4 separate regions of the Pan troglodytes genome follow, and all the other regions are linked to region 1. A link is a contact called in public HiChIP or PLAC-seq data. All regions are on one chromosome and are shown on one strand. The core of a region is the stretch at or near the end of the contact, and the rest is flanking DNA. Distances in the headings are between cores, read along the strand shown. Region 1 holds the start of TRIM55 (tripartite motif containing 55). Region 2 holds the start of MYBL1 (MYB proto-oncogene like 1). Region 3 holds the start of RRS1 (ribosome biogenesis regulator 1 homolog). Region 4 holds the start of PDE7A (phosphodiesterase 7A).

Region 1 (2,736 bases), core at 125-2,624:
GTCCGTTTCCAAGTTCTCTGTTTCTTGTTTTGTTTTCCCTGTGGGTCTCCCCGAACTATGGGCAGCTTAGCCTCAGATGAGTCCCTGGAAATGCAGACATCTTATCACAAATCATAAAGGATTCTGAGTGATAATACATGTGACGGCAATCTGTCGCCATTTTTGAAGCAAAAATAACCAGTTTCGTGAATTTCCCCCCAATTAAATGGGTCTAAAAATTTAAAGCTAGAAGGATAAACTGCTAGCGCCCACCACTCCTTGTCTGGGAAGTTTTAGAGTGGTAAGCTGGAGCTCGCCCTACTCTTCACTTGACTTCGTCTGACTTTTCAGCTCTAGTTCGGGCTGAGAATCGAAAGAAAAACCGTACGGGACAGGAAAGAAAACTGGAGGATGCGGGCATCGATCCCGCTACCTCTCGCATGCTAAGCGAGCGCTCTACCATTTGAGCTAATCCCCCACGGCTGGGCACGGTTTATTATCTGTTCCCCTAGAGAAGGGTCAGAACATTGCGCGCTGAAGACAGACTTTTTTGGTCCAAAGCAACAAAATAATGGGGATCTCTCCTTCGAGCCGGAATCGAACCAGCGACCTAAGGATGGCCACGGGCGCGCGCCTACAGTCCTCCGCTCTACCAGCTGAGCTATCGAAGGGAGCGGGCACACCTCCCCGGGTGCCGCCTTGTCTCCATAACATTGTGTCATTTTTAGGCTTCGTGTTTTTACTATTGTGTTCTCTCTTTCTGATTCCCAGGTTCCGGGAGCGCCAGATCCCTCTTCCCGCGGACCCCCCCACCTCCTCACGGCAGCCGTTGCGAGCCCTCGGGTCGCAGAAGCTGCCCGGGGCTCTGAGGAGAAGGTCCCCGCCTGGCCCCCTGGAGCCGGCGCTGCCTCCTGTGTGACTCGGGGCCCGGGCAATGCCAAAGACGGGTTAAGAAGACGCAGAAGTCGTGACCCGGCAGTCGCTCGGCCGAGCGCAGACCCACAGCTGCGCTGGGAACCTGCCCGGGCACGTTCCCGCAGGGCGAATCGCTAAAAAGAATTACCGTGCAGGCTGGGAGGCCCAAAATGGGGAGAAAGCGCTAGACTTTCAAACTGCTCGTTGGAATGCAATCTGTCATTGAAGGCACCCAAGGAAAGGGCCATAGTCATCGGGAGCTGGAAAAAAAACCGCACTTGTCTCCTTCGAGCCGGAATCGAACCAGCGACCTAAGGATGTCTCCTGCTGAGGAAATAGCTACAGTCCTCCGCTCTACCAGCTGAGCTATCGAAGGGACGTGTACGTATGTTGGCGTCCCCTGAAGTTCAGCACAGAAAAACCGGAGCGCTAGTCCAGGCACCCGAAGATTGCACTGAGCATGCGTAATCCGAGGAGAGCAGCGCCCCAGAGCCGGCCTGTGTGCTCTACGCGTGCGCAGAAAGACAGCACGCTCCGGCTCGCTAGCCTGACTGACCCGGGAAAGGCCCTCAAACCAGGTGTCTCGGGTCCGCGGTGCCAAGACCCTGCGATTCCACCGCCCCCCCTTGTCGTACTTTTCCTTTACCAGCCTGCGATGTCCTTTAAAGTGGTTGCCGAGTGTGTTCTCAACACACAGTAATCCAACGGCGACTGAAGGAGTTGCGTGGTAGGCCAGTGGCGCAAGGGATAACGTGTCTGACCACGCATCAGAAGATTGTAGGTCCAGCTCCTGCCTGGCTCGGCATTATTGTCACTTGAGGTTAACAAACCAGAAATCATTACCTCCTCTGGCGTCCCCAAACCGCGAATGCCAGCAGTTTGGATTTCTGCAGTGTCCGTTGCACTTTGAGCCCGGGAGGCCTTACCAGCGCCACCGGTCCAACTCCCGCGGGGTGAAGGGAAGGCCCCGAGGGTCTCGGAACGCCCCCGGCAGGCAAGCCCGGTTAGGAAGACGCCACTGAAGCCCGGGGTTCTGTAGACAGAGCTGGTTCCACCGCATCTACTAAGACATCAGAGTCACTAAGTTCCTAGAGAAAGTCCCCTCACCAACCCCCGGCTAAGCAAAGAGAGGGAAGAAGATTAAGATTACATAAAATGTCTTTTTGATCTGGTTCCTATTTTATGTTTAATTTTAACAAAGTTATTCAATCCCAGATAGGCCTATAATCCTGCTTCGTCGGCCTATTTTTGTAAGGTCATAGGGTTTATAAATTGTTAAAGGTTTGCTGCCATATTCCCACTTAGTTGTTAGCGTAGCATAAAAACCATCCAACGACCTGGGTTTTGCCCTTAGAGATCTTTTAACCAAGAAGGCATCATGTTGGTTTGGGCAAATTGAGTTTCTATTTTAATGTTATTATAGTAATATTTGTGGAAGGGAGATTGGAATTATTTCTTAAATCTCCCCTGTAAGATAGCAGTTCCCAAAAGTAAAAGCTTTAATAAAATGTAAAATTAGGGAAGATAAAATACGAAGTTAGAGAAAAGAAAAGGGCTGGATTTTTAAGTGGGAAAGCGGCTTCCTTAAGGCTGCACAAACATGAGATTATTTTTGTTTCCTGGTGAACATTTTGCCATTTTTGCATGTAACAAGCCGACGTATCTTTAAAGTTATACAGCATTTCTGAGAGTTTGAGAAAATGACCTCTGAGAGGTGGGGGAGGTGAGTTGTACCCCTCTGGCTCAAGTTTGTGGACAGAACCATGAAAATCAGGCTAAGAGAAAAGTGCCTCCTTTTAGTCCTACCTTCTCCTTATTTTACAAAGGTGGCGAGCAGGGTAT
Region 2 (2,736 bases), core at 144-2,643, 510 kb before region 1:
CAACAACAAAAAAAACAGAGAAAAAGAAAAGCTGTTTTATCTTCCCTTACCTTCCCAGAATCTATACCTTGAAAAAAGGAACTGTTAAAAAAAAAAAAAAAAAAAAAGCCAGTGTGTTTAGGTTTTGACAGCAGTGCATGCAAGCTTCTCTCTTAATTCAGCTCCTCTTAATTCACTCTGCACCTGCATCTGATTTGCAAAAGATGAAGCGTAAAATTTCAAAATAGCAAGTGTTTGTTACAGTGTTAACACGTGGCTCAGTGCTCTATGCAATAGACCATGTTGCCTTGCAAATTTTCCTTAGCCAAGTGTAATTGTTACTGTAGCAAATCTACTTTAATGCTACTTGAAATGAACAGTTCGTAGTTATTAGACTGGAACCTCAAGTAGCTGCAACCGCTAGAAACTCCTCCGGTGGTTCCCCCGTCCCTGCTCTCTCCAGAGGGAAGAAGGTCACCTTCTACACTTAACTACCATGCTCATTCATCTGGACGAAATGCCCAGTCCACTGTCTTCTTCACGCGTTATTCTCCAGGACGGGGCTCCTCCGCCGCGCACGTTATTTCCTGTAGAGCGGGCACGAAATTAAGCACCTTGAGGACCAGCGGTAGACACAGATTATCTCCCGTTCCAAGCACGTCTCCCGCTAGGAACTTTTTTCACTTGTCACTCTTCTGCTGCTTTTTGAGGAAAACAGGTGATATTTGGTTTCCTGCCAGAGTCTTCGTCACTCTCGTAGCTATGATGTCTGGGTAAAAATAGCTCACATTTTTGCTTAAAAAATAACGGCCGCGCAAATTTATGGTTAGATTTGTCTCAAGTCTGAAGACCGCGCATCCTAACTAGTGAGGCGGAAGACACCTAAGGAGCCAGGAGCTGTCGCCGAGGCGAGGCTGCGGAGACGTTCCCTTGGTGGGCCGCGGGACCACCCACCCCGCCAGAAACTCGGTTCGCTCACCCTAAGAATTTTGGGGCAACTGGACTGCTCCACCGCCCGCTTCCGGACCCGCTCCGGCGCCGCTTCCGGACCCACTCCTCGGCGAGCGCAGGAACTCGCTCTCCCAGCAGGCCCCGCGCGGTGCGCCTCTCGGCGCGTTCCGGGTCCTGTGACAGCTCGGCTCGCATGCGCCACCTACGGCCCCACCCGCGGCCCCACCCCCTGGCTCCCGGCTCCTTCCCCGACTCCCGCGAGTTCCAGTCCCAGCTTCCAGCTCCCCAGCCCCGCCCTCAGCCGCGCGCGCTCTCCCCTCCCCGCCCTCGCTTCTTCGCGTGCGGCCCCCACAGCCAATGAGGTTCAGGGCCGCGTGCGCAGATTCAAACGGCGGCTCTTGAGGGAGGCTGGGCGCGAGATTCGGCGGTGCGGACAAAACCCTGCAGGAGACTGCGAGCCCTGCAGAACTGCTAGCTGCGGGGGAGAGGGCAGGGGTCGGGCGCCTGTGGCGGAGCCGGGCTGGGGCCAGGGCGGGGAGGCTGACAAGCGGCGGGAGAAGCCGGCGGAGGGCGGGATCGCGCCTCCTGACATGTTGGGGGTATCCCTGGCCGGGCCGGGCCGGGGCTAAGAGCGGCGCTGCGGGCCGGGGTCGGGGGCGGGTCGCGGTCCGCCCCCGCTGTCCGTCCGTCCTGCCCTGTCGAGGACGTGCGTTCCGCACTCGGCCGCCTCCAGAGGGAGCGAGGGAAGCGGCTAGAGGATCGGGGAGAAGGAGCATTCGCCGGAGGCTGGAGGAGGCTGACCCGCGTCCCCGCCCAGCCTGCTCCTATGCGGTACTTGAAGGATGGCGAAGAGGTCGCGCAGGTGGGTGGCACCCCTTTCGCCCAGGCCTGTCGGCGCCGTCTCAGCTCAGATTCTCTTTCCTATCCCGCTGCCTCCTCCCGCCATAAGGCCCTCCCTGGCGAGGGCAGAGGTTTTTCTTCCCGCGTCCCCGCGGCCGCTTGGCCTCGATGACCGGAGGGCAGCTGCGACGTGTGGAGAGTTGGGGACCAGGGTGTTTGAGGCGCGGGACGTAAGAGATGCCCAGGTTTCTCGGTGACTCTCCCCGTAATGCGCGTCCAGATTCCTGACCTCACGCTGCCACTTCTTCGAGGCAGGTTTCTTGCCAGGTAAGTCGAGCGCTTTTAGGGAGTCCGCTACGCAGAGAAAACTGACTGTGTCCTGCCGGGAGGACTTGAAAATGGTGTTCGGGCGACTCTTTTCTGAATGACGGTACAGTCAAAATAGGAACTCCGCGGTGAACCTGGGCGGCCACCCCTCTGCCAACTTGGCTATCTTGAAACGTTGTGGAAAATCCTCTGGGGAATAGCTGAGAGGACTTTTTTGATGTTTTCTGTAATCCTATACCCATATTCTCAGCTTTATGTATATATGTATATTTTAATATCCTCTATTGGGACCATGTCACATAGTAACAACTAGTAGTAACAACTAGTAGCTTGATCTTGAAATAAAACAATGTGTTTGATTCACTTAATATTTTGAGTGTCTGTGTTTGGCTCTGACCGTACCTAAGTGTTCCACAGAGGTAAGGCACTTTTTTCCACCTTTGCCTGGAAAATGTGCTAGGATGAATTTATGTATCTAATTTTTGTTTACATGCCATTACAGCAGCTACTCATAAATTATGTGGAGTAATTGCTTAGATAACAAAAATATAGGATGTCTTCCGATTTTCAGCATTATCAAATAAACCTGAAAAGATGTTTGGCAGGATTTCCAAATATTTATTTATCTAGATCCACAGC
Region 3 (2,736 bases), core at 110-2,609, 320 kb before region 1:
TCCTTTTCTCTTGCCACCCAAGCCGGGCGGCCCAGAATTCATTTTGCCTCCCAAGCCCCCTTTCCTCTTCCCTCCCTGGCTGGGCGGGCCCCCTTTCCTCTTGCCCCCAGGCCCCTGCCGGCCTCCCTTTCTCTTGCCCTTCTGGCTCATTTTCCTCCTCTTGGCGGCCTCCTCCTGGTCCTCCTCCCTCATCTGCTTATTGGTGGCCCTCGTCACATCCAGCTGAGGCTTCTTGCTGTTCATGACACGAAGCAGCTCCAACTGGTTCTTTTTCTCGGCTGCAAAGTCCCCGAAAAGGGGTTGAAACTTCCTTTTCTTGCCGGAGCCCCGGGGCGCCTTCTCCTTGGGGAGGCGCTCCTGATAGCGCCCCACAGAGGCGGTGGAGACCTTGGCCACTTGCATGGCGCGGCCCAGCTCCTCCTTACTCTGGTGTCCGGTAGGGTGCAAGCCGGCCGCGCTGGGCAGCTGCATCTTGTGCGCGCGGGCCAGGTTACGCAGCCGGTTCAGCTCGTTCTTGGCCACCCGTTCCTTCTTGGCCTGAATCCGCTTGGCGAACTGGTCCTCCAAGGGGTCGGCATTGCCGGGCACCTCAATCAGCCATTCTTTGGTGTCGTCCCGGGCGCGCTGGTAGCCCCAGCGCCGCCGCCACTGGCTACTCACCTCGTCCCACACCAGGTTGGTCTTCTTCTTGGGACGGATGCCCTTGAGGCGCGCGAACTGCTGCCAGCGTGTAAGTGGCCGCGGTCGGGGCAGAGGCTTCTCTCGCGGCAGGCGTGTGGTGGGCTCCGGCAGCCGCGCCACTATCGCCTCTTCCACGCGCTCCGTGGGCAGCTGCCACAGCTGGTTGATGAGCAGTTGCGTGTTGTCCCGCGCCAGGGCCCGTAGCTCGGCCTCCGGCGTGGGTCCGGCGCACCGCAGCCGGGTCGGGGGGTTCCGGTCCGACGCCAGCAGGTTGCCCAGGTCAAACTGCAGCTCCAGCTCCTTGTGCACCGTGATGCGTTGCAACTTCTCTGCCTCGTCCTGCTCTGCCTTTGCGAGCAGCTCCTCCACGCTCTGGCCCTCCATGGCTCCGGCTCGGCTCACTCGCTTTGGGGCTGCAGCTGAAGTTACTTTTCCTACAGTGGCGGCCCAAACTCCGGCAGCATAACCACGTGCAGATGCCGGGATGCCCAATCCGGAAAAGAAAGGTTCGCTTCCGGAGCGCCCGGAAGCGGCTCGCAATCCGGGCGACCAGAGGAAAGGCCGGCAGAGGGCGGTATGGAGAGATGATGGGATTAGAAGCGGGACCTTTAGGCTGGCGCCAGATAGAGGCGGAGCTGGCCCGAGCAGGCCGCACGGCTAGTTCCAGAGCAGGATTGGGACTACGATTCCCAGGATGCAGCGGGGCGGGAGGCGGTCTAGAGGGCGGTCCAGGGACAGCTCGGGGGGCCGCCTAGGGGGCGGTCCAGGGGGCGGTCCGGGGACAGTCTCGCAGGCGGTCTAGAGAGGGCGGTCCCGGGGGGCGGTCTTGGGCGGGGGGCAGTTCAGGGAGTGGTCTTAGGATGGTGGTCCGGGGACAGTCTTGGGGCTCAATCCGGAGGGGCGGGCCGGAGGGTTTGTCCAGGGGCGCGGTCCGGGACCGGGGCGGGTACAAATTCCTGGGACTGCCTGTGGTGTGGGGTTCCAATCAAGTGCGTGTTACAATTTCAGTGTAAATCCGTTGTGAAGATGTTTAGACAATCACCCTTCTTAGGGCCAAATAGTTTCACTGGAGTCATAATCGGCTTTCAGGGTTCCTAGTTGTGGCCCGAGAAAGATGACATCCCAAAGATACACATAGAGCTAATTGTAGAAGATTCGTTTTGTTTTGGGAGTCACTGGCAATGAAGCCACCCCGAGTGGGCGCGGGTGTGCACCGACCCTAGTGAGCTAGCTGACTTGGAGCTCCGGGATTCTGCAGTTACAGAACCTAGTCTAGTTCAATTAATCTAGTACAATGCTGAAACTAAGCCATGCTCTGCAGTTACACTGCCTGGGTTCCAATCCTGACTGTGCCACTGTTGTTCCTTCAGCAATTTTACTTGTTGAGGACATTTTAAGGCCTGCGAGATAATGATAATAATACTTCCTAGGGTGGTTATAAGATAAATGAGTTAATATCGTCCAAGGGAGGGTTAAACGAGGGCCTGGAGCGTATGAGTACTCAGTACAAATTAGCCAAATACCGATTATTATTTCATTTTCATAGGCTCTGGGAGGTAAGTGCTACATGGTGTTAAGTATGAGTCAAACGGCCTGCAATCAGGTATCAGGTCACCATTACTTGGAGAGAATGTTTGATCTAAGCCTTATTTATAAATTGACAAACATAAAACATTAGTTTCTGCTACATGGTAAGAACTCAGTATGTGTTAGCTATTAGTATTAACTATGTTATTAATTATTGTATTAACTATATTATTTTCACAGATGAAACAAGGAGGGCTCAGAGAGGTGAAATGACTTATCTAAAGTTATGCAGTTAGGGAATATAAGAACAAGAGATATCTTAACTCTGGTTTTAAGTCTGTAGATCTATTCTCTGCAATGTCGTCCAAGCTCTTGATACTCATTAAAGTGTGGTCTGCATACCAGCAGCATAATATCCCCTGGGAGCTTGTTGGAAATGCAGAACGTCAGGCCTCACTCTAGATGTAATTTATCAGAACCTTTATTTTAATAAGATCTGTAGGTGACTAGGATGTACATTTGAGTATC
Region 4 (2,736 bases), core at 157-2,656, 270 kb after region 1:
CATGGGCCACCTAATTAGTGAAAAACTTCCCTGGCACAGGGCCAGTGTGCAAAGACTGGGGGAGGTATCTGTTTTCTCAACTGCCCAATTTTCAGCAATAACAACAAAACTCCCACAAGACATATTTCAAAAACCCAGAAAAACATGTCCCTCTCAAAAAGAAAATAAAGTAGCAGTTACCTTCCCTGAAAAAACACAGACATTAGACGTACTAGACAAATACTTTAAAATAGCTGTCCTTAATATGCTGAAAGAGCTAAGGGAAAATATGGACAGAGAACTAAGTGGAATCAGGAAAACAATATGTAAACAAAATTAATCATTGGCAAAGAGATAGAAATTATAAACTGGAACCAAATTCTGAAGCTGAAAAATACAATAACCAAGTTGAAAAATCTATTAGAGGGGTTCTCCAGCAGACTTGAATAGGCAGAAGAAAGAATAAGTGAACTTGACTATGGGACATGTGAAATTACAAATTCTGAGAAACAGAAATAAAAAGGAGTAAAGAAAAGTGAACAGAGTTTAAGGAACATATGTGACACCATCAAGCAGACTAATGCATGCATTATGGTATTTACAGAAAGAGAAAAGGGAAAGAAGCAGAGAGATTATTAGAAGAAACAATGGCAGAACACTCCCTGAATTTACAGAAATCATGTTTAGATATCTTAGATCAGCCAAATTCAAGTATGACAAACCCAAAAAGACCCAGACCAAGACATTATCACACTGCTGAAAAAAAAAGAATTTTGAGAGCAATGAGAGAAAAGTAATTCTTTATATACATGGGATTCTCAATGAGATTATTATTTAATTTCTCAGCAGAAACCTTGGAGCCAGAAGGCATCCAAGGCATGTGGTCCCCTATAACCTGTTGAGAAAAATATTTGCAACTGATTTACAGATAGTGCTGCATTTTATGGTGCAGACAGTGGACAGCTACAACACGATGGCCCCTCTCTGTGGTGGTTCTAGAGGCGGTGAAGAGAAATACTCCCAGTCAGCAGAACTTGGAGCTGCATACCTGGTTGTTCATTTTGTCTGGAAAGGGGAATAGCTACATGTGGAGGTCTATACTGATTCATGAGCAGTATCTGACTGCTTGGATAGATGGTTTGGACCTCGGAAGGAATATGATTAGAAAACTGGTGACAAGGAGGTCTGGGGAAGGAAAACATGTTGGAAAGATTAAATGGGCACATAATGTGAAGATATTTGTGTTTCATGCGAATACTTTCTAAATATTCAAGTCGGCTATTATATTTCAACCATGTAAAAGCCTCCTTTATAAGAATTTTGCAGTTTTTGATACTTTTTTCTTAGGTACTTTTCTTTTTGTTACAGAAAGTAATGGCATTTCTTTATTTAACTTTTGCTCCCTGTGATAGTTAATTTTATGTATCAACTTGGCTAAACTGTGATGTTCAGTCATTTGGTCAAATACTAGTCTAGATGTTACTATGAAGATATTTGTGGGTGTGACTACCATTTGTAATCCATTGGTTCTAAGCAGATTACTCTCCATGGAGTGGGTGGACCTCATCCAAAGAGTTGAAAGCATTAAGAGCAAAGACTTAGGTTTCCTGAGGATGACTCAGGTCTGCATCAAGACTCCAATGTAGAAACCCTGTCTGAGTTTTCAGCCTGTGGTTCTGCTGTGCAGATTTCAGACTCAAGACTGCAATTTCAACTCTTACTTGAATTTCCAGCCTGCTGGCCTGCCCTACAGATTTCAGACTTGCCAGCCTTCACAAAACATAAGCCAATTCCTTAAAATAACTCTCTCTCCCTCTCTCTATATGTACATCCTATGGGTTGTGTTTCTCTGAACAACCTGATTAATGTGCTGTAAAGAACACTGTAAAGAGCTGAAAAACTCTGGTCTTGAGATACTGTGTGGTATGGTGGAAAACGCATGGCTCTGAAATCATAGACCAGAGTTCACTGGGACAAATGACTTATGGTCTTGTAATCTGATTCCTCATCTGTAGAATCAGGATAAAATTACCTGACTTACGTGGCTATTGCGTTGGGTAAAGTTAAACATTGTAAGTAGAATGCCTGTCATGGTTTTTGGTTCACAGGTGCACAATAGTAACCAACTATGTTGAAGGGGGTTACATTTTTTAGTTATCTACTTAGTGCTCTGAGTGTCATTAAATGATTTAATCAACCTGAGTCTCTTAGATGTTATTAAATGTAATATAGTTATTTTATTTGGCACACAGTAACATCACACCAATATCACCTCCTGGATGGTTAGATTTACACAGAATTCAAACATTATTTGAGGTTAGTTCTTGCCACTTATCTGTGTAAGGTCTAGGGCAAGCGTGTTTCCATGAGCCTATTCTCAACTCAGGTACTAATAATTACCTCATGAGGTTTTTGTGAGAAGTAAACGTGATAACGCAGGAAAACTTGCTCAGTATAATCCCAAGCATATAGTAGATGCTCAATACATCTACTAGAAGTTGTGGGAGTAATTTGGATTTCAAAGATGAGTTGGATCAGCTGTACTAAAGGGGAGCTTACATCATCTAATGAAGACAAAATCCACAAGACCACGTTGGAGGTTATAGTTCTTTTAATAGTAGAAAGCAGACAGGTAGAAAAATATCCACGTAGGAGGTATAAAGTTTTAGCAAGAGAAAAGAAACATGCCATGGGAAGATGATAAAAGGTCTACTTTTGCTCATTTACCGGATTACGTGCATTTGGTATGTGATCTCA

The links. HiChIP or PLAC-seq counts read pairs in DNA pulled down with a chosen protein or histone mark.
Region 2: an H3K4me3 HiChIP or PLAC-seq map of stem cell-derived excitatory neurons shows a contact between it and region 1, with 3 times the contacts expected there. The contact joins the promoter of MYBL1 here to the promoter of TRIM55 in region 1. A contact is called at or near these places in 1 of 7 Hi-C or Micro-C datasets (stem cell-derived neural progenitor cells) and 1 of 1 datasets of contacts at active chromatin or transcription factors (stem cell-derived excitatory neurons).
Region 3: a contact with region 1 is called in an H3K4me3 HiChIP or PLAC-seq map of stem cell-derived excitatory neurons, with 8 times the contacts expected there. The contact joins the promoter of RRS1 here to the promoter of TRIM55 in region 1. A contact is called at or near these places in 1 of 7 Hi-C or Micro-C datasets (stem cell-derived neural progenitor cells) and 1 of 1 datasets of contacts at active chromatin or transcription factors (stem cell-derived excitatory neurons).
Region 4: an H3K4me3 HiChIP or PLAC-seq map of stem cell-derived excitatory neurons shows a contact between it and region 1, with 2.8 times the contacts expected there. The contact joins the promoter of PDE7A here to the promoter of TRIM55 in region 1. A contact is called at or near these places in 1 of 7 Hi-C or Micro-C datasets (stem cell-derived neural progenitor cells) and 1 of 1 datasets of contacts at active chromatin or transcription factors (stem cell-derived excitatory neurons).

What each region holds. Positions count from the first base shown.
Region 1 is chr7:74,755,120-74,757,855 of NHGRI_mPanTro3-v2.0_pri, reverse strand. It overlaps TRIM55 (tripartite motif containing 55), which reads right to left and starts at 1,374. Exons shown (of 12, transcript XM_054656801.2): 1 at 1,043-1,374; 2 at 1-84. TRNAY-GUA (transfer RNA tyrosine (anticodon GUA)) reads right to left here and starts at 1,270; the gene lies at 1,178-1,270. TRNAY-GUA (transfer RNA tyrosine (anticodon GUA)) reads right to left here and starts at 650; the gene lies at 562-650. TRNAA-AGC (transfer RNA alanine (anticodon AGC)) reads right to left here and starts at 457; the gene lies at 385-457.
Region 2 is chr7:75,265,393-75,268,128 of NHGRI_mPanTro3-v2.0_pri, reverse strand. It overlaps MYBL1 (MYB proto-oncogene like 1), which reads left to right and starts at 1,393. Exons shown (of 15, transcript XM_016959540.4): 1 at 1,393-1,792. The coding sequence starts at 1,773.
Region 3 is chr7:75,077,649-75,080,384 of NHGRI_mPanTro3-v2.0_pri, reverse strand. It overlaps RRS1 (ribosome biogenesis regulator 1 homolog), which reads right to left and starts at 1,359. Exons shown (of 1, transcript XM_016959530.4): 1 at 1-1,359. The coding sequence starts at 1,065.
Region 4 is chr7:74,486,513-74,489,248 of NHGRI_mPanTro3-v2.0_pri, reverse strand. PDE7A (phosphodiesterase 7A) reads left to right here and starts at 1,406. Exons shown (of 14, transcript XM_063816332.1): 1 at 1,406-2,736.